Regions from separate parts of the Mus musculus genome. Here regions 1, 3 and 4 are each linked to region 2. A link is a contact called in public Hi-C and promoter capture Hi-C data. All regions are on one chromosome and are shown on one strand. Each heading gives the region's core, a stretch centred on a gene start, on an enhancer-like site or on the middle of the called end of the contact. The rest is flanking DNA. Distances are from core to core; before and after follow the strand shown. Region 1 holds the start of Eif2a (eukaryotic translation initiation factor 2A). Region 2 holds the start of Rfxap (regulatory factor X-associated protein). Region 3 holds the start of Noct (nocturnin). Region 4 holds the start of Tsc22d2 (TSC22 domain family, member 2).

Region 1 (5,114 bases), core at 826-3,325, 3.7 Mb before region 2:
TAAGAATATGATACTATGAGAGAGTGTCAGAACAAAGGCTCTAATCTAGAATCCTGTGAAAAAAATTGTTACTTTGTTAATTTGATTATATACAATCTATTCTTCATGAGTTAATTCTCCTATGTTTAGTGTCTACTATTTAGTAGGTTCTGCATTAGGTACTGAAAAGGCAAGGATGAATAAGACTTTACCCCAAACATCATAATTTAGCAGTCTAGCAGGGAAGGAAAATAGTTGAACAAATAGAGCATTTCCTTTGTGATACATAAAAAAAAGAGTGAAAAATAGCTCAGAAAGCGACCGTGCCCGTGCAGAAAGTGTGGTAAATTGCTTGGAAGTAGCTTGCCAAGTCAACAGAAAGAAGAGGATAATTCTGAAGAAGAACTTAAAGGGCTTTAACAACTCAGTACTGATGGAACACAAAATAAGCCGCGATGCCAATGCAGTAAGGTTAGTGCCACTAAGATTATAGTGATCCGTATGCTGGGCTGAACAGGATGGACTTCACACTGTCTCAAAAGGGCAGAACTTCAATCCCTTTTTAATGTACTAATTTTTAGGTCGAATTCAAATATTCATTTAGTAGTAAAGCTTTTAAGTAACAGAGAAGCAATTTATTGAATTACATAATTATGCCATTTAAATAGTGTCAGGGGGCTGGAGGATGGCTCAGCATTAAGAGTACTTGCTTCTCTTAAGAAGAAATAAATAGAGTTCTCAGCACTCATCTAAGGTGAGGCTCACAACTCTAACTCCAGCCCCAGGGAAGCCCACACCCTCTTCTGGGCCTCTTAAGGCCTGTACTCCTGTGCACACGCTCAGATACAGACGCATAAATAAATAAATAAATAATCTAAACAAAAGAAAACAATCTCAACTATCTGGCAGTGTTTAGAAGATTGCAACTAGCACCTCATAACTATCTGGCGAATAAATTATGATAGTCTATCTGAACAGGATAAGCATGGCTCTTAAAAATGTATATTCCTAGACTGGCAGAAGTATAAAAGCTTTGCCGTGTCTCAGGAGGACATAACTTCCAATTCTCAAAAATAAGACATTCGTCCTAATGATGCTATCTTTCTTCTTACATTGTTATCAACGATTTTTTTCTTTCCCACTTCTTTTCTACTTGAATCTTTTGTTTATTCAAACTTACATACCCAAGCCATAACATAGTATAGCACCTTTCCCAGTGTTGTCCAAGTTTGTTGTTGTTGTTTAAGCACCACAATATGTGTCAGCTTTAAATTCCTAGCGTCTTCTCATGTTCTACTTCTTAAATACTGTCTCACAGCTGTTTCAATCGAAAACATTAGACTATCATTATCCTGCTCACTGTCGCCACCTTAAGCCACATCTTCAGCATGAAACCTAACCTACACTAGCAATGTCTTGCTCCCTATCAACTCCCACAAACCTCATAACAATAAGGGAGCATATAATTTTTAATAATACTTAAGTTCAGATGAATTCGGTGTGAAGAGTCTTGTTTCTTCTATTAAGAAGGGTCCAAGCAACACCCGGCATTGCAGACCACAGGTCACACATCAAACTAATACTTTCTGTTACCTGTCTATTCCTATGGAAGATGAAGAACGATGGATGGATAACTGGGAGGAGGGACTACTGGGGACGGAGACTTCACTTCCCATTGGGATGCTATTACCAAATAAACTAAAAGACAGTTTGGTCCTTCCAGGAGGAAAGGCAAGACGGACTTCCAAGGCTTGCTAAGGAATTCTCCAGCGCGAAGACACAGAAAGAAATCACCGTAAAGGAAGAGTCTCTCGCTCTTTTGGAACTCACCTGTCAACAGCGGTGTGGACGGCGCCATCTTGTCCCGGAAAGAGAAACCCACGCGCTGGGGTGAGAGTTCAAGAAAGGCCGAACCCGGCCTCTACACGTCTCCCCAAGCGCAAAGTCTGCGAGTCGGTGTTTCCGGCGCCGCCAGCCTCGGGGCCAATCCACGTCTGGTTCCCGAGCGCGCACGCGCAGCTCTGGCTCCTCGTTTTCCGGAGCGGGGAAGAGCCTGGCTGCGGTGGCGGCCGGCGCTCGCCCTCCCTCTCCGGAGCGGGCGGAGTCCACACTTCCGCGGGGCGGGGTCTGCCCAGTGCTGACGTTGGCAGCCGAACCCGAACTAGTTCGAGGTTGCCGGTTGCACTGTCCGGTGGTTGGACTCTTGCCTCTCGGCCCTGCGGCCCGCTCTCCCCGGCACGCCGCCCCAAAGGCTGCTCAGACCGCCGCGATCGGCGGCTGCCGGTGTTCCAGCGCTCCGCGTCCCGGCCCAGTGGCTGTAGACGGCGTAGGCACCGCGATCAGAGCCGAGCCTCCCTCCCGGTGGCCCGGGACCGGCGAGCGAGCGAGTCCGAGAGGTTCTTGGGGCAGGTGGCGCTGCGAAAATGGTCGCCAAGCAGAGGATCCGTATGGCCAACGAGAAGCACAGCAAGAACATAACTCAGCGCGGCAACGTCGCTAAGACCTCGGTAAGGGAAAGTGGGCACCCCGCTCCATGTCGTGGCCGGGAGCCGAGGCCCGCGCCCCGCGCCCGGCCGGGGCCGCGGCGAGTTCTCCCCAGACCCGCCTGACTCCGGACTCCCGCTGCGGTGGAATCTGGGGTGGGGGGAGAGATCTGTGAGTCGGCCGGCCGGCCACCTGGCCTGGGGTGCAGGCCTTGGGAGCCCGGGATCCGAGAGTGCTTTCTCTGCATTTGAAACCGGGTTTTTTCTTTTTGCAGAGAAATGCCCCCGAAGAAAAGGCGTCGGTAGGACCCTGGTTATTGGCCCTCTTCATTTTTGTTGTCTGTGGCTCTGGTAAGTGTTTGGGGGGCTCTCGCGGTTTGGAATGACGTGGATGAGTGGCGAGTCCTACCTACCCGCGTGGTTCTCAACCCACCTGCTAAGAGAATTGTTTCTAGTGAACTGGATAACTTGTACCACAGAGGGTGGTGCCCCAGAAATTTCTCTTACCTTGATTTATGCTCATTGAAGATCAAAAAGAGAGAGAGAGAGAAATTAGATCTTCCTAATGATCCCTTAGAAGAAATTAAGCACCAAATATCTCTGATTTGCATTGTAACTTTATTATCGATAGTGTTGCAAAAAACTTAGCGAACATCGTGAACATCTGGATACTAGAACAGGACTGAACGATACCAGTACCTAAGGTCTCTATGTCAAAAACTAAGTATATAAAGTAAGGGTAGTACAAAGAATTGATTTTCTGTAGAGGAAACATACCTGCTGGGATATTTAATGTATGAGACAAGTGTTTTCAGGTAAGATTAGTTATTAAGACAGCCTGGTTTTAAGATGATAGACTCTTGCCCCTGCGGATGGATGTATTACAGACTGTCCTCCTGCTCTGCCTGCTGCTTTAATAGACAAGCTGCTGTTATTGAGACAGATGCTTTTATTTGCCGCATTCTACAGTTCCTGAGATTTTCATTTAACATTTCACTTTGCCTTTTTTCTAAACTTAACAACCGGAAGCTTTCTTGATATGTGGCCAAGAGCCAACCAGTTTATGTAACACAAAAAGATTATTGAATTTCAGCTGTGTGAGAATGAAGAAATGTGCATGTGTTAGGAAACCAGGCCTTTAAGGATATGTTGGAAATAAATTAATAGTAGGAAAAACGTGTTTGTTTTGGTGCTTTCAAGTTATTGCTAAAATAATTTCACATCTGGAATATCTCTTGTACATCTTATAGGTAAAAGTCAAGGAGCTGCAATTAAGGAAATAATTTGAGTTCGATGTGAAGCTCAGCTGCAGCGTATTTACCTATCATGCATCAGGCCCTCCCCGGGTCCCATCCCCAGTACCACGAGATAATAATCACTTCAAGGCATTGAATTGTTTAATTATGATAAACCTGCTTCACTTTTTTATTAGCGTAAAGTTAGATTAGCATTTGTAACTGACTGTACGATCACGCTGGAGTCTGCAGCTGCTGTAAATAGATGACTTTTAGTTGAGAGGCCTGTTTTCTTCAACTTGTTTTAATATTTGCTCTTTCTCTTCACAGCAATTTTCCAGATTATTCAAAGTATCAGGATGGGCATGTGAAGTGACTGACCTTGAGATCTTTCCATTCTCCTGTGAATTTTAACTTGAACTCATTCCTGATGTTCGATGCCCTAGTTAAAAACCATTGAGTAAATCGGCCTGCCTCAGAATGACTTTTCATATCCGCCTTCATGTGTCATTCCAAGGTGTCTTCAAGAGTCATTCCAGGTTTGCTAGTCCATGCCACAGTGCCTTGCAAAAGCACCACATGAATAAAGCAATAAAATTTGATTATTAAGTTCCAGTAGTAGACCATACTTATTCAGTACAGAATGAGTTTTATATGGTTATTAAAACATGACTAATTAGATTAAATCTGTGTAGACAGGGTATAGATTTTGTTAACCCTAATGTGTAAATGCAATTAGCTTAAATTTTGGAATCTTATGGTTTTCTATAGCTATGCCCTTTTTACTCTTGAATTGGAAAGCACACTCCATTATAGGGACATGTAACTGTCCTATAATAAGGTGCTTTTAAATGGTCACCTACACGGCTTAGTTTTACCACAATCATTGTCACCTAAAACTTTTTAAAAGCTTCTAGGGCATATTGTAAGTAAAGATGCTTACAGCTGCATCTGTTTCTAATGATAATGTTTCTGTTACACAGCCTTGAATTTTGCATGAGTAAGTATAGTCACCTAGGGTCCCATTCGAGCCTGGATTGAACATTTTCTAACTTAATCAAAGTGATTGCAGTTCCACTAAAAGCTATCATGGTGAAATGAAATTAGAGATGGTTTGCTGATGTCATACTGATCAGAATTATCAAAGGGTTTACTGTGTAGATACGGAGAAAGACAAGAACTAAATGCCTTGTCGAAACATGTGGAGTCCCGTGTGCCATATGATATCTTAGCATGTTAATTGCACTTTTAATACCAAAAAGGCACATCAACTAAAGTTTTGATTGAAATGCCCTTAGGGTTCTAGGTCTATCGATCTAAATGAGCATTTGGAATGAAATGAATTTACTGATGAGGATCAGTCTAGTCTTCCTTTGTATGACTTCGTAGGTTGTGATTGATCATTTTCTTTTTACTA
Region 2 (5,625 bases), core at 2,219-4,718:
CCGGAGTCATGAGCGACAGCGGCGAGCAGAACTACGGCGAGCGGGAATCCCGTTCTGCTTCCCGAAGTGGAAGTGCTCACGGATCGGGGAAATCTGCACGGCATACACCTGCAAGGTCTCGCTCCAAGGAAGACTCAAGGCGTTCTAGATCAAAGTCCAGGTCCAGGTCTGAATCTAGGTCTAGATCCAGAAGAAGTTCTAGAAGGCATTATACAAGGTCACGATCACGATCTCGCTCGCATAGACGATCCCGGAGCAGGTCTTACAGCCGAGATTATCGCAGGCGCCACAGCCACAGCCATTCTCCCATGTCTACTCGAAGGCGTCATGTTGGGAACCGGGCAAATCCTGACCCCAACTGTTGTCTTGGCGTGTTTGGGTTGAGCTTATACACCACAGAAAGAGACCTAAGAGAAGTGTTCTCTAAATATGGCCCCATTGCTGATGTGTCTATTGTATATGACCAGCAATCTAGACGTTCAAGAGGATTTGCCTTTGTATATTTTGAAAATGTAGATGATGCCAAGGAAGCTAAAGAACGTGCCAATGGAATGGAGCTTGATGGGCGTCGAATTAGAGTCGATTTCTCTATAACAAAAAGGCCCCATACCCCAACACCAGGAATTTATATGGGGAGAGCCATTTATGGCAGTTCTCGCCGCCGAGACTATTATGACAGAGGATACGATCGGGGGTATGATGGCGGGGGCTATTACAGCAGATCACACAGAGGAGGAGGTGGTGGAGGAGGTGGATGGAGAGCAGCTCAAGACAGGGATCAGATTTACAGAAGACGGTCATCTTCTCCTTACTACAGTCGTGGAGGATACAGGTCACGTTCTCGATCACGATCCTACTCACCTTGTCGCTACTAAAGCATGAAGTTGAAGACTTTCTGAAACCTGCCATAGAGCTGGGATATTGTTTGTGGACAATATTTTCTATTGTCTCCTGTTTAAAAAGTGAACAGTGCCTAGTGAAGTTAGGTGACTTTTACACCTTTTATGATGACTACTTTTGGTGGAGTTGAAATGCTGTTTTCATTCTGCATTTGTGTAGTTCGGTGCTTTGTTCAAAGTTAAGTGTTTTCAGAAAAGTATGTTTTGCATGTATTTTTTTACAGTCCAAATTTTGACTGCTGAGAAGTTTCTATTGTAAAAAACTTCATTTAAAAGGTTTTTCTACTGAATCCAGGGTATTCTGAAGATCGAAGCCTGTGTGTAAAATGCTACCAGATGGCAAAAAGCAACAATAAACAAGTTTGATTTAAAAAAAAAAAGTTAAATGGCATAAATCCAGAATTACCCTGCAATCAAAGATAAATGTAAGTGGTACAAAAAATGAAGCCTTTTTGTAACAATACTAGGATAAAGGTAATCTTATAAACTAGGTGCGTGATAGATAAAACAGAGTTGTGTAAAAATCTGTGACAGTAAGATGGAGAGGTGGCTTCCTTGCTCAAGAGTTTACCTTGCAAGCATTATAACATACATTTTATTCCCAAGACCTCACTAAGAAAGAGACAGAGAGAAACATGGAGGGAGGGAGAGAGGGAGGGAGGGAGGGAGGGAGGGAGGGAGGGAGGGAGGGAGAGAGAGAGAGAGAGAGAGAGAGAGAGAGAGAGAGAGAGAGAGAGAACTGGAGAGAAAGCTTAATGGGTAACATGCTGCCTTCCAAGAATGAGGACCACAATTTCATCCCAGCACCCATTCGGAAGCCCACCATGGTCATACATGTCTGCAACCCTAGGAATGGGGCAGGTTCTACTGCTGGATTTACAGAGTTTGTCAAACTAACCAATCAGTGAGCTCTAAGATTAGTGCATGTGGTTGTTTCACTGTGCTTGGCCCAGGGAATGGCACTACTGGGAGGTGTGGCTATGTGGGAGAAGGTGTGGCCTTGTTGGAGGAAGTGCATCACTTTGGGGTTGGGTTTTGAGACTCTTCTAGCTGCCTGGGAGTCTTCTGTGTGCCCTAGAACAAGATGTAGAACTCTCCGCTTCTCCAGCACCATGGACACTGCCATGCTTCCCACCGTGTCGAAGATGGGAGAGAATGTTTGCAAGCTACATTTGATGAGTAGTTAACATCAGAATGTCTGCTGGTGAGATGGCTCAGTGGGTAAGAGCACCCGACGGCTCTTCCAAAGGTACCACATAGTGGCTCACAACCATCCGTAAGGAGATCTGACTCCCTCTTCTGGAGTGTCTGAGGACAGCTACAGTGTACTTGCATATAATAAATAAATAAACAAACAAATAAAGAATTCAAACAAAGGCTGGGCGTGGTGGCGCACGCCTTTAATCCCAGCACTGGGAAGGCAGAGGCAGGTGGATTTCTGAGTGGATTTCTGAGTTCGAGGCCAGCCTGGTCTACAGAGTGAGTTCCAGCACAGCCAGGGCTATACAGAGAAACCCTGTCTGTCTCAAAAAAACAAAAACAAACAAAAAAGAAAGAAAAGAATTCAAACAAACGTAATAAAAATAAGTAATAACAATAATAATAACCTAATAATCCTATTGAAATGGGCGATGTAGTTGGTTCACAAAGGAAAGCATGCAAAGACCAACAGGTGTATGTAATATACATCCCTAATCCTGAAGAACAGTGTTATCTATCTCATCCCAGATGAAACGGTTATTATCAGAGATAAGATATCTATCGAGCACTGGCGGGGGTTGGGGGAATACGGGAAAAGGGACCTCTCCTACACTGCTAGTGTGAACGCCAACCCGAGCACCCACTATGGAAGACAGAGAGCAGCTTGTGGGGAAAATAAAAACAGAACTGTCACATGAGTCAACAATCTCATTACTGGGAATGTCAGAAAAGGCAGGAGCGTCCGCACTGGGTAGAAACCCTAAGGCGAACCAGAGCTTGTGAGCAAGCTTTCCTCCATGTCCCCATGGGACTTGACTGGGATGCATTAGCCAAATAAACCGTTTCCTCCTCGAGTTGTTTCAAACTCCTCTTCAGGCCTCTCGGGAACCTAATCTATCCAGAGACGTTCCAGGAGAGACGCGTTTTGAACCCGTCAGGGAGGATGGGTCCAGGCAGAAAGTGTCTCCTGGCCGTCCTCCAGTCTCCATTCTCCAGTCTTTCCAACTGGTGAGCGCCAGGCGAGCGGAGGACAGCTGCGCATGCGCAATCGGGACTTCTGTCAGCCGCTCCGCCCCGCCTGGAAGGAGACAGGGTTTCTCTGTGTAGCCCTGGCTGTCCTGGAACTCACTTTGTAGACCAGGCTGGCCTCGAACTCAGAAATTTGCCTGCCTCTGCCTCCCGAGTGCTGGGATTAAAGGCATGCGCCACCACGACCGGCTGTCAGCCGGGTTCTTGGTCAGCCTGCACCTAGGAATCGCTTGCGGATGGCCGCCGCGCAGGCGCAGTCGGTTCTGTCTCGCACCTGCTCAACCCCGCCCCTCTCGCCGTTCCCAAGCAGAGGCTCGCGGACCGCTACGGCGCACGCGCAGTGCAGTGCTGGCGGTTCGGCTCCGGGACGTGCGGCGGGCTGCCGCTTGTCGAGTACGGTTGTGTTTCTCAAGAGCTGACGGGCCGCGGTGGCGGACCCGGGCTCGGGCGGCAGCACGGAGGCGCAGGCTGTGCCCGAGGGCTCGGGGCCGAGCACCGCCAGTCCCCGGACGGCCCCTCCGGTGACGGTGCTGGTGATGCGGCAGGACGAGGCCGAGGCGGACGGCGCTCTGAGGCCGGGCCTGGCGGGGAGTGAGGCGGCGGCAGACGCCGAGGACGAGGCGGGGGACGACGACGCCGACCTGCTGGACACATCGGACCCGGCGGGCGGCGGCGAGAGTGCGGCCAGCCCGGAGGAGCTGGAGGACGAGGACGCGGAGGGTGGCGGCGCAGCGCGCAGGCGAGGCTCCAAGACCTGCACGTACGAGGGCTGCCGCGAGACCACCAGCCAGGTGGCCAAGCAGCGCAAGCCCTGGATGTGCAAGAAGCACCGCAACAAGATGTACAAGGACAAGTACAAGAAGAAGAAGAGCGACCAGGCACTGGGCTCTGGCGGCCCGTCCGCGGCCAGCACAGGCAACGTCAAACTGGAGGTATGCTTGCTCCTCGGGGCCCCGGGGCCAGGGCAGATGGGTGCCAACCTACTTGGTACACACTCAGGGTCTCCCCAAGGGCTCATCCTCTGCTCCAGCTGACATGGGCACTTTGGAGGTGATCTACACCTCTCCTTAGTAAACCCTTCCCAGTGTCTACCCCGAGGCATCCGGCACATTGACACACCCTGTTGGTTTTCTGTAACTTTGGTGACTTTGTTTTTTTTTCTTAGACTCCCTGGCCCCTGAGAAAAGTTGGATTGACAGTGGGGTAGTAACTTACAGCACACATGGGCGTTGCTCGGTTGCTTGATTCAAGTCAAGCTTGGAAGAGAGACGCCAGTGCCCTGCAATTGGGCTTCTGCTGCTAGCTGTCTGTATTTAGGTCCATTATTCATCTCCCTTAAGTCTCGGCTCCCTCGTCTTTTGCCCTTAAGATAATGCCCAATTAGTGTTTCTTCGGATTTATTTTGGTTAGGTGAAAATTATAAGTGGTGTGCATTTCAGCTCAGACCCAGCAAAGTCCACCTAAGTATTAGAGCTGTTTAAAAAACAAAACAAAACCCGTAAAAAGTAGAAAGACTCCTTACCACAGAAGTTCCTTTTGAAGGGGAACTTCTAACATTTGTGGAAGTTTGGCCTAGATGACTCAAAATTATTGCTACTATAAACGTCTGATTTTTGTGGTATTAGCATTATCCTACCTACACAGTGCAAGGCCTGGAGTTGTGAAGACATAAGGTTCTCTACAGTCAAGTCAGCTATAGCATTCCATGTACTGTGTATGTAAAGGAAGCGGTCCTATAAATAGGGTAACTGGGGAGAGTTAGAAGAAGAAAAAAATCTTCGCTTTTGTGATACTAGAATCCTCTTTTAGAGTTTTTAATATTTTGAGACCTAAAACATGTATGTATGGAAACCTTCTTATAACAAAAGTTTGCTAAGCATCTCACGATAAAGGTGCGACGCGGATGTTTTAATAGACAACTCGGAAGCCAGTAGATAAAAGGCCAAAGCTTTCCCAGAGGCAGAGTGTTTCACTTAACTTCAGCAGCATTCTTTTATGTGAGGAGAAGTTCAGTGTTTAGATTCATTCATATATGGGATTAAGCATTACTAATTTGAAATGGGATTCAGTGTCTCGGGGACAGGTTGCTGTTGCAGAATTTGCCTGTTGGCTCTGTAGTGGTGGCCTCTTAGCTGTGATTTCTAGCCCCTTCCACCCAGTTTACTCTGAAAGCTGTTTGCTTCTGTAACCAGTATTTTACTGCCTCTCTCTTCTTGTGGGTGTGAATCAGGTATGAATCCAGTATCTCATTAGCAGTAGATTGCCTCTGAGTTAATTTATTTTGTCCAAAAGCAGGCAGACTGTTTGGACTAAAGATTGCTCCGTGTGAGATTTCGGTGTCACTTGTCATTCTCTTGCAACAGTGAAAACAGGCCACAGGTATTTAAACTTCCCCTCTGCCCAAATAGCTTCAGTTTGAGACCTTGCAAGAGACTGCAGATCCTAGATTGGGAAGCCTGCAGGGAGGAGGGTGCCTGCAGGGAGGAGGGCATTTACT
Region 3 (5,474 bases), core at 2,781-5,280, 3.6 Mb after region 2:
ACATATGATAAATAAATCTTTAAAAAAAAAAAAAAAAGAATGTTTAAGACCAGCCTGGGCAACATGGTTGCCCTTTTCTCAAAAAAGAAAGAAAGAAAAACCACCACCGCCACCACCTGCTTAACATGAGCAAGGATCTTGGTTTAATCTTAAGAAAAAAAAGGGAAGGTGCTGGCCTAGAGACAGCGCAATAGTCAAGAGCACAGCTGCTCTTCTGGATCCTTCCCTCATCTGGTGCACTCCCAACAAACATCCCCAGGATTTGACGCCCTCTTCTGGCCTCCTCAGGTACTCCCACACCCTTGGCACGAGAAGCACCCAATTTTTTTTTTTTTTTGAAAATGAGGGCAGTGGTGGCTCACGCCTTTTTCCCCAGCACTCAGGAGGCAGAGGCAGAGGCAGGTGGATTTCTGAGTTCGAGGCCAGCCTGGTCTACACAGAGAAACCCTGTCTCCAAAAAAATAAATAAAATAAATAAAAGAATCTTTATTTAAAAAGTGAGAAGGAAGAAATAAAAGGGATTTGAGGACTTGTTATTTCTTTTTTATAATGTGGAACCTGGGTATTCGATTTGATTTACCAAACTCAATAATCTTGTTCTTGAGCAGAAATGAAATGTTTCCAAGATACTTTGAAGAATGCCGCCCCTTCTGCAAAAGGCTTCTTCTCCACCCTCATTTAACGCCTTAGATGTCCTTCTTCTTACCTTTCCTTTCCGCGTTGTTTCCTTGAATGGTTCACCTTCAACCCTAACCAGTTTCTCTTTTTCTTTAAGTCAGGGTTTCCTGGAACTCGGTAAACCAGGCTGGCCTCGAACGCATAGACCCGCCTGCCGAGTGCTGGGTTAAAGGTTTGTGTCAGCACCTCAAGCTGCATCTTCTCCTTTCAAGTCTAGTCCTGAATGCTGCGACCGCCTGAGTGAACCCCGGAAGTATCAAGAGTTAGCACTACAGGTCACCTCCACCTTGTCACAGCAAAAATGTCACTATGAGACTAAAAGGTGTTTCATTTAATGACACAGGCCTTTGTGAGAGCTCCCCCCCCCTTAAAAAACACAGGACTGGAACCATAACCTGTACCCCAGGCTGGCCTCGAATTCAAGATCTGCTCCTGGTCAGGCTACACTTTGAATCCCAGCACTTGGGTGCAGGGTTCCAGGACAGCAAGGGTTACATTGAGACTCTCAAAACAAAAAAAAAAAAGAAATGTTCCAGCCTGAATCACCACATCTGCTTAAATCTCACCTCTTAAAACAAAACAAAACAAAACAAAACAAACGAACAACCAAATCTAAAAATCCCGAGAGTTTGTTGTATGTGTGTAGGCACACGTGGATGCCTGGCAACACCTTGAAGGACTTAATTTCTCTCCTTCCATCATGTGGACTGAACTTAGGTCTTCTGCATCTTCACCATTTGCACCATCTCCTTAGCCCCAAATCTCACTTCCTAATGGGAAGTAAGCTCTTTGAATAACCTAAAGCTTAGACTCATCAATTTAATATATTACAGACTCTTCTACAGTGAGTGACACGGCATAAGAATGAGCAACGAATCAATGACTGTATCTTTCCCCCAAAGCTGCAAGAAACAGGAAACCTGCCTACACCCTGTGCTGTCTAAGATAGTTTAAGTACCACAAAAAAGCCTGCAATTTCTTTCTTTGCTGCTAGGGCCTATTGTAAAACCCACAGTCTACCACTTCCCTACCCTACCTCCTTCCATCTATAGGTTTTTACCCATAAATCCAAGGGGTTTCAATTAACTTTTAAAGAAATGCATTAGACATCGGTCAGAAGCCTCACACTGCCAACTCTTTGACTCCATTACCACAGCTGTCCTTGCTCTGAACTACATAACCCACCTGTGCACACAGATGTGCCTAATGACAAATCCGGCTTCTGAAGGAGTTGGAGGGGGCTGGTACCAGCCAACCTTTCCACCACCAAACCTAACAATGTTCCTCCTTGAGACGAGCAACAGGAAAATGGTGTTACTGGGATGCTATCCATCCCAACAGTTATTCCACAACCCACCAAGGTTCTATAGACCCTGAGGTGGGGGCACGACCCTGGACTTTCAAAAGTCTTGCCTTCCTTCCTACCTTTTTGAGACAGCTGTCTCTGTATAGCCCTGGCTGTCCTGGAACTCACTCTGTAGACCAGGCTGGCCTCGAACTCAGAAATCTGCCTGCCTCTGCCTCCCAAGTGCTGGGATTAAAGACGTGGGCCACCACTGCCCTGCGATAACTCGTTAAAGAAAGCCTCATGAAACTTGGCGCCACGTGCTAGCCTTTAATCCCAGCATCCGGTAGGCTGAGGCGGGTGGATCTCTATAAATTCGAACCCAGCCTGGTCTACATAGACAAGGTCTAGGACAGCCATGGCCATGTCTTGGGGGGAAAAAAAGGCAACAAAAGACAACCACAGGGAACCTATACGTTCTAATGTACACTCTGTCCTTAAATTCAACCAATACTCTCTCAAAATGTACTCTAGTAAAATAAGGATGGTTACTGCATCCGAATGTTAGACGGCAATAACCTAATTTGAGGTAACAACCAAATTACACTTTCTAGAAAAGTACTATGGAATAATTGCTGGTTCTGAAGGAGCGCCTACATTAAGTAATTGCTAGATTTGAGGGAGAAACTACTCATTTAAAAGCCATACTTGATTTATATGTAGTTTGTGACCGTCGCAATCTGCTTTTAGGCAGAAAGGAGACACTTAAAAAACACAAGATGATGTACAGAACTGACTTCATGAAAGGTTGATTTACCAGGGATTTAAGACGAAGTGGAAGACTCCCCCCCTTCCAAAACATAAATAAATTAATGAGCGTAACGAGTTAACATGTGCTATTACTACCAGGGCTTTGAGAAGATTCAGAGCCTGTAGGCCCTGCAAACCCAAGATCATGCCATTTTTAGATATTTTTTCCCCTTCATGAGGATGTCCACAAGCCGTCTGCAACCAAAGCGTTACCGCCCTGCATCGGGGGGTGGGGGTGAGGGGTAAAGCAAAACGTTAGCGACTGGGGTCACTGTGGCCACCGGGGATTCAGGGGGATCAGACACGAACGCGGAAAGCGAGGCCCCCTGAGCGGCGTTCCCTCCCTCCCGACGCGACGCCGGGGTGAACGCAGGGGACCAGCCCGCGGCGCCCATTCATTCCGCGCTCCCGCTCACCTGTTCGGGGACGCGACCTCGCGGCGCCCGAGGCCGCCGCCGCCTGCAGTTGCGGGGACTTGGGCCGAGATCCGAGCACCGGCGGGGCGAGCGTTCGGCGCGGGCCGGGCACGAGTGTGCGGCGCAGGCCGGGGGCGTCCCTGAGCAGCAGGGCCGAGCAGAGCCGCCGCGGGCTCTGATACATGCCGGGCGCCGCCGCGCTGACGAGCCGGGCCGAGCTGGGCGGGCGACGGTGGGGTGGGGGTGGCGCGGGACCGCTGCGCTGCGGGGTGTTCCTTCCTCCTCGTCCCTCGGCGCCGACCGGGCGAGCTGTGCCGGGAGGCAGACGCGGCGGCGGCAGCAGCGGCGGCTCACTGAGGCGAGGGAGCTAGCGCCGGGGAGCAACCGGCGAGCGGCGGCGGAGCGGGCGCTACCACGCGGTGGCTGCAGAGGGGGGGATCCGCGCGCACGACCAGGGCGCAGTCAGACCCGGACAGCTCCGGCCGAGAATGGACCGTCTGGATCAGTGACAGCGACTGTAGATCTCCCACGGGGCGGAGGCTGGGGGCTGGCTGACACCGCGGGGATTCGTTAGAGAGGCGTTCCGGGAGCCTCTGTCCCCTCCCGCCGGCTGCAATGGGAGCGTCCACAGGCTGGGAATCCCGGGTTGGTGCCAGCGCTGAGTGTGTGCGAGCGCGTGTCTGGGAGAACGTCCTCCCCGAGCTGTGGGCTCCACGCTCCGCGGTGCTGAAGGAGATTAGGCACCAGGACGCGCTGGCTACTTGTGTGGCGGCTGCGACAAGCATCCGCCCCTCAGGCACGAGAGGCGGAAACGGACTGCAGGGCGTTGAGCGTCAGTCCTGCCAGAAGGTCTGGTGGAATTGGCCTTGGAGCTAGCTGGGCCCTGATTGGAGGGCTGGAAGTCACACCTGGGAGACAGCACTGTAGTTATGGAAAATGAAGGCTAAGGGAATTGGGGAGGGGGGGGGGAAACAAAACAAAACAACCCCCCCCAACCCAAAACAACTGCTTGGGATGGGCCAGACGTAATTTGGACTGTTACCGAATTTAAAGCATTATCCATCCAATAAACCACTGAAAAAGCCAAATTGAAAGTGGAAAGCAGGTGCGGCGGTGAGGGCGACCGCCTTTAATCTCAGCACTGGGGCAGGGGCCCGGATCTTCAACATGGTCTGGAGAGATCCGGCCGGCCAGAGCTACACAGTGAAGCTCTGTCTCAAAATAAAAACAAAGAAACAGAAAAACACCAAACAAACAAAACCCTCAAAACAACAACAAGAATACAAACGAACAAAACTGAAAAAAGGAGATGTACTTAATATGCCCACATGGGGTAGAAGGACGAAGAGTTAACCTCTCTCTGGGATCCCAAAATGAGATTAAAGTTCAAATAGAAGGCCAGGGGTATGCACATCTCAGCAGTCCGGGTCAAAGCGATCTGACTAGATAGAACTGTGTGAATTCCCGCTTCCTGAAAGAATTCCCCCTCAAGCAAAGGCCTTTTCCTTTTCCCAGCAGGAGTTTCCTGAAGGAAATTCCCATTTCTTGGGGGGTCCATTGTTTCAATAGTCTGAGAGTCAGATGCACACACCCACATTCTCTTGAGAAAACCCTTATTTTTGTCAGCTCTGTTGCAGGGATGCTAGGATATGGTCAGAGCTGTGTTTTAATCGGATGCCATATGTTCCAGGAAAATGCTGGAGATGTTGCTCAGTGGTGGAGCACTTACACAGCACTTGAGAGGCCCAAGACTCACATTCTCACCTAAGGGGGTATGGAGAGGGAAGGGGTGGGGGGAGGCGGAGAGGGAAGCAGGAGAGAATGAGTTGAAGAAATACCTCAGGTAGGTTGTGTAAGGAGTGACTAACCCTAACCGGGAATGGAAAAGAAACTTTGAATGAGTATCGTCACCAAGGATTCAAAATGCTTTCCAGACCTGGCCTAAAACATCTAACACCCACAGGATACGGATGAATCAGCTGACAAGCCGATGACAGCATCGGGGCCAGGAACTCCTTAGCTGGTCATTATTAGCGTCTGAGGCTCAGTTTTCTTATCTGTACAGCAATCAATCGCCCATGAGTCATTAGGCAAGGCAAAGGGTCATAAGAAGGTAGCAAGTGCTTTGCAGATAGAACAAAATACAGCAGTTGGTTTACAGTTTAGGTAATGGATCTATGGATGCTGACTCCCTCCCTCCCCCAACCCCCACCACACACCACATTTTCTCCCCCCCCTTCCCTTTCTTACTCCTGTAAGCAGTTTGTCAGTAGCCAAGAAAGCAC
Region 4 (5,689 bases), core at 2,695-5,194, 3.6 Mb before region 2:
GAAGCTTTATTATTTCATGGTAGTCTTCTACATAACTAACGATTCTAGATCATACCAAATTCTGACCCTTTTAGCTCCTAAAATTAACCTCTCTCAAAAACATACAATGTAAGAAGATACCCAACTCTTTCCCTGTAATTTTTAATGTAGTGTTAAACTGCAATTAAGTTTTTAACAAGGTTGGAATTATGTAATGTCAAAGGTCTATGTGACAGCTCCTAAAGAACAAACCAAAAAACCCCCTACAATTCCTAAGTAGGCCACAACCAAACACCACCACTATTGAATAGTGTAGTAATACACTAATTTTTACCTAAACTATTAAAAAAGCAATCCTTACACTCTAGGTAGAGGGAGTTGGTTACAGACATTTCAAAACTCTAGTTTTTACTACTGTTTAAGCATTCCACACCTCCCTTTCCTACACTAAAGACTGATAGGAGAACATCCATTTTCCCAGTACTTTTTCTTTGCTTTTTTTCCTCTTTTGCTTAAACAAAAATATTATCTTTGAAAAGTTACTGGGAATTCTCACGACCCCCTTCTATAGACTCACTTAGGGATAGTCAAAGCTAGACTTCACATTTTATCATTCTCTCCAGTCTTCCAAATTCACTGATGGAGACTGCTTCTATTCCATCACTTCCCTGCCCCCAGGAAAAGGCTTTCTGGTTTTCAGTCTTACCAACTCAGGCAAAACTCTACCATAAACATTAAAAAGTAATTTACTACCTTAGAAAGGGACCCTCTTTCTTACTGAAGGGGGGGGGGGCAATACCAGCTCTCATCTTCAAACTATTAAGCTGAAATACATCAATCATGTTGAATCACTATCCATTTAATTGCTTAAAAAGAAAACAAAAACAAAACAACAACAACAAAAATCCCGTGACTTTTGTCTCCTTACTTCAAAACTTTGAATTGATTTTTACCAAATTTAAGTTTTAAAAATAAAGACCCTAAGTGGAAACAAACTCCCCAAACTGCATCTTAAGATATTTGGGGCAAGCAACTCTATCAGATATTCAAAATTTAAAAAAATGTACATACCTGTCTTCATCACCATCAACAGGAATAGCTATGCTGAATACAGAGGTGGCCAGACTGTTCATAGGTGTTAACTGAAGAGGGTTTGTCAGGGCATCTGCAACTGGAGGCTTCACAACAGGCTTACTTTCAGCAATGAGAGAAAGTGGTGCTTGAGGTAGGGGTTCTGATTTTCTTCTAGTATCGTCAACTTGCCCGACTAAAGGCTGGGTCTGAGTCTGAAACTGGCTTAGGTCAGACTGTGGTAGACTTGTTGGTGCACTGTGTGTGCCTTGAGCTAAGGGTGAACCAACTTGCTGGATGACGCTGCTGCTCCGGCTGACTGGCGTATGGCTGCTCAGCTGCTGAGACTGGCCCAGAGGCGCGGGTACATTTGGCATAGTAACAGAAGTGGTGGGCACACTAGGCACGCTTGGAACGGGTACCGCTGCAGGCACGTTTGGAACTCCGGGCACCACGGTGTGAGGACCACCAGGCACGGCTGGCAGCTGACCACTGCCACCCATCTGCTGCGGAGGCTGCACGGGCTGGGGCTGCCCAACCCCAGTAAGCCCGGAGCCTGGCTGCACCACGCCTCCTAGAGCAGCTGGGGCCACTCCGGCCGGCTGACAAGGAGCGGCCTGGCCTACAGGAACCGGACCCGGGGCCACAGCTTCACTGGGCTGGGCGGAGGCGCCCATCATCTGGGCACCCAAGGAGGAGACGCTCTGGCCAGACCCCAGAGGAAAGCTGGCCGCGGAAGCAGAGGTGGCGCTAGCGCTGGTAGACAAGGGCTGCGCAGGGCTTGGCGGCTGCAGGGCCACGTGCGGCGGCAGGTACTCACTCTGGCCGGATGGCTGCATCGGCAACAAATGCCCGGGTGGTATCTGAGGCTGGGGATAGGCGAACTGCTGTGACAACGAGGAGCCGCCGGCCGGGCCGGGCTGAGCTGCCAGGGCCACAGGCTGCGCCAGGTTGACATTCGGCGGCGGCGGCAGCCCCTGACCGACAGGCCCGGGGAGGGCGCCTCCGGCCACGGCTCCCTGGAGCTGGGTTGGCTGAACGGCTGCTGTCATTGGCTGCGGCCCGGTCGCCGCTCCCGGGAACGGCGGCAGCGACGCCGAACTTGGAGCCACAGCCCCACCTACGGGCGGTGGAGGCTGCGGCTGCCCGACGCTGAAACTCTGCGGCTGGGCGAGAGTGGGCTGGCTCATTTTCTCCGACGGGGGTAGCTGTGACACAGCAGTCAAGGAGCTGTCAGTTCCCGAGTCCAGCCCGTGCGCCCCCTGCATGGAGGCCACCACCACCACCACCGACCCTCCGGTGGCTCCCAGGCCGCTGTCCCGCTCCGCAGTCTGCTCCAAAGTATTGCTGTGTCTAATGCAATCCCCGGACCTGGTGAGGACGCTGCTATCCGAATCCCGCTCGTAGTATTCCATACACGTCCATCGGCCGCGCCGGTACGGCTCCCCGCTCCCGTGGTCTAGTTTGATCACGCGGAAACGCGAACTACAAGTGGCAGGGGGCTGAGATGGAGTTGCACTACTCGGCCCAGGAGTGGACACCGAAGCGGCGGCCGCCGCCAGGGTCTGGGCGAGTGCCCCCGCCACGCTCCGGGCCGACACGCCACCGCCGCCTCCGTTGGCGGGCGCAGCTGAAGCGGCTGCCAGCTGCCCATCCAGGATGAGGTTCGGGGACACGGTCCCGGGAGTTTCCGCATCCCCGACATTGTTGAGCGTCTCTTCCGAGGAGCTACGCTCGCACACCTCCTCCGGGCCGTAATCCGTGGCCCGGGAAACGTCGAAGATCTCGGAGGACACGTCCTCCGTGCGCGACTCGTCCGGGTCGTCCAGGCTCTCGGTGTCCTCGGTGATGCTGGTGGCCACCTGAGCCGTGGTGACACTGGTGATCTGGAAGCAGCTCTTCTTCTTGGCCGGCATCTTGGACATGGTGGAAGAGGCTGGAGGGCAGAGGCTCCTCTGGGACCCCACCGGAAACCGAGAAGGGCCGAGCACGGGCCCCCAAAGACAAAGTCCGAGTTCGCGCCTGGGTCTACGGCCCACGCCGCCAAGTCACGGGCTGCTCTGGGCGCCGGCGTCTCGGCGCGACATCCTCCTCCTCCCTCCTCACCTCCCGCGGCAGGGGTGCCTCAATTCAACTCCTCAGCGACGGCCCGAGCGTGGTCCAGGGGCGGGCCGGCTGCTCCAACAGCTCAGCCTCCGCGGTCAGTCCAGCCCGGCGCTCGGCGCGGTCAGCAGGCCCGGCTGGGGGTGGAGCGCAGGGCGCAGGAGGCGGCGGCGGCGGCGTGAGGGGCGGTTCTGCCCCGCTCGGGCTCTCCTGGCCGGGTCCCGCGGCTGCTCCCGCGCGGCGACGCGGAGGAAGAAGGCGGAGCGGCGAGGCCGGGACCGGCGCTTCCTGACGGACGGGGCTGGAGGTCCGCGGCGGGAGGCAGCCCTCCGTCCCGGGCTCTAGCCCGAGCGCAGTCCGGGGGCCATGCCGGCGGTGGCGGCGGAAGCCCGCTCGGGGGCGGGGAAGGCCGGCAGTCTGGCCTCCCTCAGGGAGCCACCCGCGGCGGCGGCGGGCCCGGCCTCCTCGCGGCTCTGAGGCGCGTGAGGGGCGGCGGCGGCGGCTGAAGGAACGGCAAGCGAGCGGAGGTGCTCGGCGGCGTGAGGGGAACCGGTGGCGGCGCCTTCCGCTTCTCCGCGGCGCGGCCGGCTCGGAGACTCCGGAGGGAAAAAACAAAACAAAACAAAACAGAAATTCAAACTGCTGAAGCAGCGGCTGCAGCTCCCTCCACTCGGCCAAGATGGGGCTGAAATGGCCGCGCCAGGGATGCTGGGAGGAGCAGCAGCCCCGCAGCCGCTGCCGCCGCAGACTAAAATGCCGCCGCTGCCGCAGCCACCGCCAGCGCCGCAGCCGCCGCCGTTCCGTGACGCGCCGGCGTCGTGACGTCACCGCCCCGCCCCCTCCGGTTTCCTGCGGCTTCGCGTGGAGGCTTGAGGGGGGTTCGTGGGCGGGGCCAAGGGGGTAGAGAAAAGGGAGCGGGTTCTTTTATTTAAAAAATTTTTAAATTTAAATTTCCACACTGCAGGTTCACTAGGAGAGGAAAAGCCAGAAGACGGTTTTAATTTGTAAGCCTGGGGCATCGCATGGTTTAGGGCCGGCGTGTGGCGATCCTGGATGACTGGAGGTCATGTGCTCGGTCTAATGTTTAGCATAGTCTTAGAGGAACCTGGGCGATAGGGGAAAAAAGTAGGGCGATCCAGCTGCCGAAGAGGTGCATAGCTGGAGAAAGCGAACCGGGTTAAAAGTCCTGAAAATATATGTTAACTAGGATAGTGGGAGAAGTGAGATTTAAGAGAAACGAGGGTGACTAACACAGAACATCAAGCCAGACTGAGTTAGAAAGATGATCTTTCAGACAGAAATTCTGTCTATAAAAAGCGGCGGCGACAGGGATGGTTACTTGCCCAAAGTAAAGTCGGTTTCGAAAAAGATTAGGAGTTAATAACATATTCCAAATTTTCACTTGTTGTGGTTCAAGGCTGGAAGAGTTCATTTAAACTTTCGAGACGTTGAACATGAAATCTGCTTATAGGTTCCAACGTTGAAAAGCCTACAGTGTTAAATAAGTGTAGCTCTTTTGATTGTTCTAAGGCTCCTGTTAGAGCCATGTTGTTCTTTGGTTTGCTTTGGATCATGCACAGTAAGAGAATACCTTTTTCTTCCACTACTAAGTCAGACAGCAGCTCTGAAAGTGCCACTGAATTTTTCCATCTTGTAGCTACTTCCCAATCAAAATCGAGTCTTGTTGTTATGAGACCTCTTGTAGCCCAGGCTACTTACTTAAACCAAAGTGGCCTTGAACTTGTAGTGAGCTTCCTGCCTCTGCCTCCCAAGTGCTGGCAAGTGTCTCCACATTGGGAGAGTGAGGATGTTATTTTAAACACCGACCACTCTTGAACTCTTGACACATGAAAACAACTCTAAGTTAGCTAAAATCTGAGAAGTTTTGCTGGAAATTAAGATGTCAGATTTGTTGCAGCTTTTAGAGATCATATCAGGCTGACTCGTTTAAAGTAGTTTACTCAGTTCTCTAATCTTTAAAGAACTCTTTGATCCAAAAACGGATTGAAAATTAAAATTTACACAACACTTTCTAGGTATTTAGCTGTAATGTATGGAGATAGATATTTTAAACTCAATAGAAACTGTCCTTCAAACCCAAGTGACAGAGGTCAGTATATAAACCAATACCTCACAGTAACATCCCTGCTTCTTGAGGGGGGCAGAAGAAAAAAGAAAATAAGTGTTACATGCTGGTGTTATTGTGGCCGAGATAGCTGAGGGAATGCTTCATTTCTAAATCTATAATTTCAGTAATTTCTCAAGACAGTACGTAGAAATAATTGGCTTGTTAATCCAATGTGAATTTATAAGAGATTATTTTAATGCTGATGTTAAAATTAATTATCAGTGGGTATTGTTGACCATAGGAGTTTCAGAAAAATAAAAACCACATGCTTGATCGTGACATTACATTATCTTATTAAATTTCCTTTTCTGATTATTAGGGTGGTATTCTTCAGCCACACGTTAAAGGGGGAAGAGTAATCTGTAAGTGTTCATTCTTTTTGGTTTTTTTTTTTTTTTTTTTGTTTTT

What was found. Promoter capture Hi-C pulls out the DNA fragments that hold promoters and counts their contacts. A called contact is a pair of places that touch in the nucleus more often than the background predicts.
Region 1: a Hi-C map of CD8 T cells shows a contact between it and region 2, with 5 times the contacts expected there. The contact joins the promoter of Eif2a here to the promoter of Rfxap in region 2. A contact is called at or near these places in 1 of 39 promoter capture datasets (pre-B cells) and 1 of 484 Hi-C or Micro-C datasets (CD8 T cells).
Region 3: a contact with region 2 is called in a promoter capture Hi-C map of pre-B cells. The contact joins the promoter of Noct here to the promoter of Rfxap in region 2. A contact is called at or near these places in 1 of 39 promoter capture datasets (pre-B cells) and 1 of 484 Hi-C or Micro-C datasets (CD4 T cells).
Region 4: a contact with region 2 is called in a Hi-C map of CD4 T cells, with 4 times the contacts expected there. The contact joins the promoter of Tsc22d2 here to the promoter of Rfxap in region 2.

The regions. Positions count from the first base shown.
Region 1 is chr3:58,522,782-58,527,895 of GRCm38.p6, reverse strand. Eif2a (eukaryotic translation initiation factor 2A) reads right to left here and starts at 2,075. Exons shown (of 14, transcript NM_001005509.2): 1 at 1,810-2,075. The coding sequence starts at 1,837. It overlaps Serp1 (stress-associated endoplasmic reticulum protein 1), which reads left to right and starts at 2,012. Exons shown (of 3, transcript NM_030685.3): 1 at 2,012-2,486; 2 at 2,738-2,813; 3 at 4,028-5,114. The coding sequence starts at 2,403. The coding sequence ends at 4,068.
Region 2 is chr3:54,805,634-54,811,258 of GRCm38.p6, reverse strand. Rfxap (regulatory factor X-associated protein) reads left to right here and starts at 3,468. Exons shown (of 3, transcript NM_133231.2): 1 at 3,468-4,060. The coding sequence starts at 3,584. It also overlaps the pseudogene Gm10254.
Region 3 is chr3:51,223,003-51,228,476 of GRCm38.p6, reverse strand. Noct (nocturnin) reads right to left here and starts at 4,030. Exons shown (of 3, transcript NM_009834.2): 1 at 3,190-4,030. The coding sequence starts at 3,373.
Region 4 is chr3:58,412,975-58,418,663 of GRCm38.p6, reverse strand. It overlaps Tsc22d2 (TSC22 domain family, member 2), which reads right to left and starts at 3,944. Exons shown (of 4, transcript NM_001081229.2): 1 at 1,051-3,944. The coding sequence starts at 2,975.